2 separate regions of the Mus musculus genome follow, and region 2 is linked to region 1. A link is a contact called in public promoter capture Hi-C data. All regions are on one chromosome and are shown on one strand. Each heading gives the region's core, a stretch centred on a gene start, on an enhancer-like site or on the middle of the called end of the contact. The rest is flanking DNA. Distances are from core to core; before and after follow the strand shown.

What was found. Promoter capture Hi-C pulls out the DNA fragments that hold promoters and counts their contacts.
Region 2: a promoter capture Hi-C map of pre-B cells shows a contact between it and region 1, with 2.5 times the contacts expected there. The contact joins the promoter of Ppp1r3b here to the enhancer-like site in region 1. A contact is called at or near these places in 4 of 39 promoter capture datasets (the 3T3-L1 cell line, embryonic stem cells, pre-B cells and 1 more) and 2 of 9 other capture datasets (embryonic stem cells and liver).

The regions. Positions count from the first base shown.
Region 1 is chr8:34,388,771-34,391,924 of GRCm38.p6, forward strand. No RefSeq gene overlaps it. Among named protein-coding and RNA genes, the nearest start is that of Gm33831, 3.6 kb to the left of the region's middle. Within about 2 kb of position 1,556, at least 2 of the 459 cell types and tissues checked have an H3K27ac peak or open chromatin away from gene starts, as enhancers often do. A contact at or near this core is called in pre-B cells, where this site is marked.
Region 2 is chr8:35,375,135-35,377,996 of GRCm38.p6, forward strand. Ppp1r3b (protein phosphatase 1, regulatory subunit 3B) reads left to right here and starts at 1,528. Exons shown (of 2, transcript NM_001364452.1): 1 at 1,528-1,619.

The DNA.
Region 1 (3,154 bases), core at 306-2,805:
GAGAGGGAATAGAAAGGAAGAAAGCAAAACAGGAAGCAGAGCCTCGTAGACATTTGTGTGTGTGTGTGTTCGTGTGCGTGTGTGTGTGTGTGCATGTATGGTCCATAGCATGTGTGTGTATGCATGTGGAGGCCCAAAAAGTACAACCTTGGCTGTTGTTCTTAAAGTGCCATTGCATTTATTTCCTTGTGTGTGTGCATGCACATGCATGTTTGTACGGAGGCCAGAGGACAACTTGCAGGAGTTGGTTCTCTCCTTCCACCTCGTTTGTCCCAGGGATTGAACCCAACTTGCCAGGCTTGGCAGCAAGCACCTTTTCCCATAGAGCCTGAACACTTTGTTTTCTTGTTTTGTTTCATTGTTTTTTTGTTTTGAGACAGGACCTCTCATCTCTAGTCTACCTGGAACTCACCAGGTAGACTAGGTTTGCCGGCCGGAAAGCCCCAGGAATCCACCTGTTTCTTCCCCACACTTTCTAGGATGGCAAGTAGGTACTAACAAGCCTCAATGGGTTTAATGTGGGTTCTGGGGATCAAAGGTCTTTCTGCTTACAAGGGAAGCTTCATTCCAGCCTTCCCTCCACCTTTTAGGCAAGGTTCTGATATGTAGCTAAGGTTGGCTTAGGGTTTCCTATTTACTTCAGCTTGTTCCAGAAGTTACTATGTATTCCAGCGGTCTCCAGCTCTCCACCTTCCTGCCTCTGCCTCCCAGTGCTGAGATTATAGCTGATGTTAACACCAAGCCTGGAATATGTTTCTTTTTGCTCCTTCTTCAAGATGGACTCTCAGTATGTATCCCAGGCTATCCTGGAACTTGCTGTGTATCTCAAGCCTGCCTTGAACTCATAGTCCTCCTGCCTTAGCCTCCTGAGTCCTGGGATTACAGGCCCAGCCCACCACACCCCACTGAACTTCAGCCCTTTGTAAAGGAGATGTTTGTGGTCCAGTCTATCATGGATTTGGGTGGCTGAGCTTAGTTGCAGAGGAAGCTTCTGGCAGGTGAGTGAGAAAATTGGAGATGATGGAGCGAGCAAGGGAGGGAGTGGACCAGGTAGAAGCTTCCCTGCCCTTGACAGAGATTCCCTCCGCATCTGAGGCTGGAAATTACTTTTTTTGCCTAGCAAGGAAGCCATCCTGCTGCATAACCCCAGCAGAGTTGCAGATCTTCTCGGAACCATGATTCACCTTGAAACTCTCTTATATAGAGTTGTTCTCTATCGCGCAGTGAACTGAGGATTCCCATAGTTCCATGCGTGGGGATTCGATTATCTGGTGCCTGGAGCCTAGAAAGGGCTCCAGGAAGGCAGAGGATCCCCCTGCCTGAAGGTCTTCCTGTGCACTCCTTGCGTTTGCTGTCTGGAAGGACTCTTGCAGAGAGCTGTGACTGAGACATTTCCCTTTTGCCATCCTGCTCCCAGACCACACAGGCCTCGCATGACGGAACCAGCCCATAATTCTGGAAACATCCTTCTTCAATGAGCACAAAGCATGCATGCTTTAAGTCCTGAGGGACAGCACCTTGTTTTGACAGTTGGAGCTAGATGTCCACGTGTGTGTAAAATAGCACTCACTGGACATTAAGCGGTGTGCATGAAGTCACGAGACAGGATGTAAAGAATTTCCTTGGTCTCTGCCTAGAACTGTTATGCCTCCCTCTCCCTTCCTTCCTTCCTCCTTTCCCCTCTCTCCTCTCCTCCCTTCTTCCCCCTTTCTTTTTTTTTCTTCCAAGAATGGATGGGAAAGACAGCCATGCATCTAACGCACTTGACATTTTGTAGGGACATTTGAAAACTGGCTGCTCTCGGTACTAATACTTGTCAGTGTGTGCTGATCTTAATTTCTTTACAACCACTCCATGTCAGTTTTCTGGGTGGGCCTCAACCCATGTCTGTGAAGGAGAATATCTCTTCATAGGCTCTTGCTGTACTGTGCAATTCTTTCCATTATGATTAGGGCTGTACGGAGACCAATGATACCCACAGTTCAGGGAGAAGGAAGAGAATTGGCATTTATTCAGCACCTGGGATGAGAAAGAAGCACAAATGTCACTGTCCTCCATCTGCCCACAGTGGGGGGATGTGGTGACACGTCTGTCCCCACTTTCCAGCAGTGGCAACAGCTCCCATCAGGGACAGAGTTGGGTCTGCATGAACTCAAACCCCAAGAGCTACCCAGAACCTTGTGCGGTCTAAGAAGGAAAGCTTTGACTGTAACGTTAATGTAGTTTCTTTCATTTGCATATACTAATCATGTAAGGAGGCTGCTATCCCACTGAAAGGCATTTCCCTGGGACCATTTATGTGTCATACCCTGAAAATACTGAAAGAAGCACACAACACTCCAGCAAGCTTGGAAGGCCTATCTATCGCTTCTTAGCTCTATCTGTGAACCTACCTGATCTACGGCTTCTTAGCTCTGCCCAGGAACCTACCTTATTCCCTTTTCATTGCTGCTTTTCTCTTTTGCAGTGCAGGGTGGGGGGGGGGATGTCTTCCTAGCACCTGGCATAATGCTAAGAAAGCAGCCTACCACCGGGCCACACTCTTCGTCCCTCATCCTATGCCTTCATGTAGCTGAGAGTTCCAACAGCTAGGTAGAAATAGAGCTACCCCAGGCCCACCATGGTCAGGGCATGCAGACTCGTTCCTCCTTCCTCAGAGCTCAGGCGGAAGAGCAAAACATTGCTGCAGAGCTTTCTACAGGAGTAAGGAAGAAGGGACAAGACCAAGACATCCAGGAACATGGCTTTCTTCTAGTACGGGAGGACGAAGGGTAGATGCTGTTTTCTTCAGGTCCCTCCAGGACTTGCTGCTCTCTGTGAGGCTGGCTCTCTCTGTCCCATTCACTCCCCTATGTATCGCACGCATCTAGATCAAACTACACACTCAACTCTCAGCCCCCATTAGTTGTTGGCTCATGCAATAATTAATTCGGCCCAACACTGTGGCCAATAACATATGGGACAGATCGTCTCCATTTTAATGGCTTTATTGGGCTAATTTAGAGGGCTTTAACCCCTGGCTTTCAACAGTCACGCTGCTAGATCCATCTTCCACATTCATGAAGCACCATGAATGGTCACAGGAATTGGAGGATCACTCTGGGTGCAGCCATGTTGACCATCAGAGGAAGGAAGGGTAGACTAAATACCCTAT
Region 2 (2,862 bases), core at 278-2,777, 990 kb after region 1:
GCATGAGAGTCATGCTCTTCTGCCAGATAACATCGCTAAGGGAAAGATTTTGCTAGAGTAACAGCCACAAAAGCAAGATCCAGTGAATGCTTGGGACACTACTGCTGCAGATAAAATCAAAATGGGGAGAGAACACTTGCTTCTGGGCATTCTGAGAAGGTCATGGCCATCTGTGAACCCTGGGGCTTTTTGTCCTAAGAGGGCGGGAGAAGGAGGGGCCAAAGGAAAGACAACACTGCCTTCCACACTTGGGAGTCTACCATCTAGCTAGAACTTTGTTAGCAGTGGGGAACTTTGCACACAGCCTGTGCTCCTCAGTCCGTCTCTCTACAGCCGGACCTTCTACCGTAGGAAATCGCCTCCACCCCTTGGCATGGGTACCCCGGTTCCTGATGAAATTGTGACCCGCTGTCCCCTTCCCAGATCCTGGACTCCAGCCCTGTCACTCGCCACACACTGCAGATCACGTGGTAGAGTGCTGTTCGCCCCAAGTGTAGCTATTGGTCTGCGGCTCATGTCCCGGAAGCTCATTGGCTGAGTCCTGCGTTCACGTGGGGGTGGGGGTAAGGTGGTCTTGGATAGCACCCTTAGTGGGGAGAGGTGGCTGGAAAGTTAAAGTGAGCCACAGATTGCTGGAGCTGGAATCCAGAGTGCTGCAATCCAGTGAGCAGGTGAGAGGGCTGCTGTTGCGTGGACCAAGCCGAGTGCCTGCCCCACTTTTGCCGTCGTGGTTGCTGTCACTGTCACCCAGCTCAGATGGTGGGGCGGGCTGAAGGGTCTCCCCTCCGTACTCAAGAGTGGTACCGGGTACGTACCTCCTCAAGCCTCTAGTTCAAGGTCCAGAGCCAGGAAATCTGCGGTGAGGGGCACGCGGGGGAGTTCTCCGACACTTACCATTTGTCCCACTAACACTGACTCCCAGGTAGTAGAATCCCCTAGCTGGGCTCGGGTGGCTTGTCGCTTCAGCGTGCAGAAACATCTCAGGCACCGGAGCTGGGATGGAGCCTAGAGGGGACCCCCGAGATCCCTAAGCGAGTTAGCCTGCGAAACGTGTCCTGAACAGAAAGGATGTCTCGAGTCCTAACGTGGCACATCCCCAACCTGAGATGTGACACTTTGGAAGATAATTCTAGTTTTTTGTGGCAGAATCTGGAGTCCAAATACAAGCTCCCGGGGCTTCAGTTTCCCGTTACGAAATAGACGCGAGAAACCCGTGTCCCAGCCCTGACTCCATCAAGTAGTGCGGACCAGTCCCTACTACTCCCCACTTAGGTTCAGATCTCCTTTTGCTGCACACAGGCAAGAGGCACACGCTGTGTCGTCTCGGGTCTCGGAAGGCAATGGGCTCGAGGCGAGCTCCACCCGGGAACGGGGCAGCCCGCGTGGGGGTGCTCGCGAGGCGCTGCCCCCATCTGGGCTGTCCCGCCGCCAGGTCCCGCCCTGATGTGATAACTTGGGCTCCTCCTCCTTGTTCGTCTCCGGGAACTAAGCCCAGGCCCTACCCCCGGGACACCCCGACGCTCACGTAGTTCAGTGGCAGCAATCAACCCTGACACTTCTCTCAGGCTCTCCCATGAGGCCAGCGAGCAGCGGCCCCGGCTGCGGCGCCGCCGGGAGAGGTAGGTGCAGACCCAGTCTAAGCTGGGGCGAGGGCGGGTGCAGGCACACCCTGTGTCTGGTGGGATGGGGACTCGCTGACCTTCCCCCAGGGACTTGTTCACAGCTACCGTTTTGAACCCAGAGGAGAGGCTCTGAACCGGACGGCAGCTTCAGAACAGGGGATGGCAGGCCCACGGGGAAACAGAGAAAGTTGAAAAAGACTTGAGTGGGGGAACTTGCAGAGTTGCTGGAATGTGGCCCTGTCTCAGCTTGCGGGTCCAGGAGAAAGAAAGGCTTCTTCAGCCTAGGCAGGGAAGGAACTGGTCCCTTTGGCAAGAACGTCCAGGAGCCAGGGAGAAAGTAGAGACAGCTGAAGTAAACTAGGGCCATTTAGGGGAAAGTTAGTAGAAAGAGAAGCATCGGGGCCCTATTAGCAACCTTGAAGGTCAAAGCTGCAAGTGACCTCAGAAGAAACCCTTAAACCCGGAGAGTTCTTCGTTTGTTAAAGCTCAGCTGGGCAGAGGCCTTCTTAGGCCTGAGCTTCTTGCTGTCTTTGGCCCTTATTAGCTGGTGTGGGCTGCCTCATTCAAAGCTACCTGACTGCTCATTATGCGGCCCTATTCAAAAACATTTCTCTTCAAGGATTGAGGGGTGTATACATTAAAACTGTAATAATTAGGGTCTGTATACAAAAGGGGGCCAATGTCAACTTCATACATATAAAAGTATCAGCTAGACATTTGGGGAGAGAACCGAGATTTGCTGAAAGGGGGGGGGAGGAGTGGATGGTGGTGTCTTGAATTGGTTGAGGATATTTATCTAATGTAGTGTTGCGGTGGGTTATTGTTAACTTGGTTTTGACATCAGCGAGGAAGAGTTGCAGAAAGAAGGTCTCAGTCAGAAACTCAGTCGCTCAACTGCCTGAAGCTAGGCAGGTTGTGGGTTTTGGTTTTTTTTGTTTTGTTTTGTTTTGTTTTGTTTTTTGTTTTTTTTGGTTTTTGGTTTTTTTTTTTTTTTTTGGTTTTTTGTTTTTGTTTTTCTGTTCAGACTTGTCAAGCTTAAAAGAAATATTACTGGCCTTCTAAGGCTGGCAGCATCTTGAAAGACCACATTATTTCAGTAGGACACAGAAGGTATTTCTGCAAGCGTCCCAAACCTGGCCCAAGCTCTCTTCAGAGGCAGTTGACTTCTGAGGCACCCACGTGAAAGCAGGGTGTGTGATTGTTCTTGGGAAACAGCTCCTTAGGCTCCTGGGATCCTGTC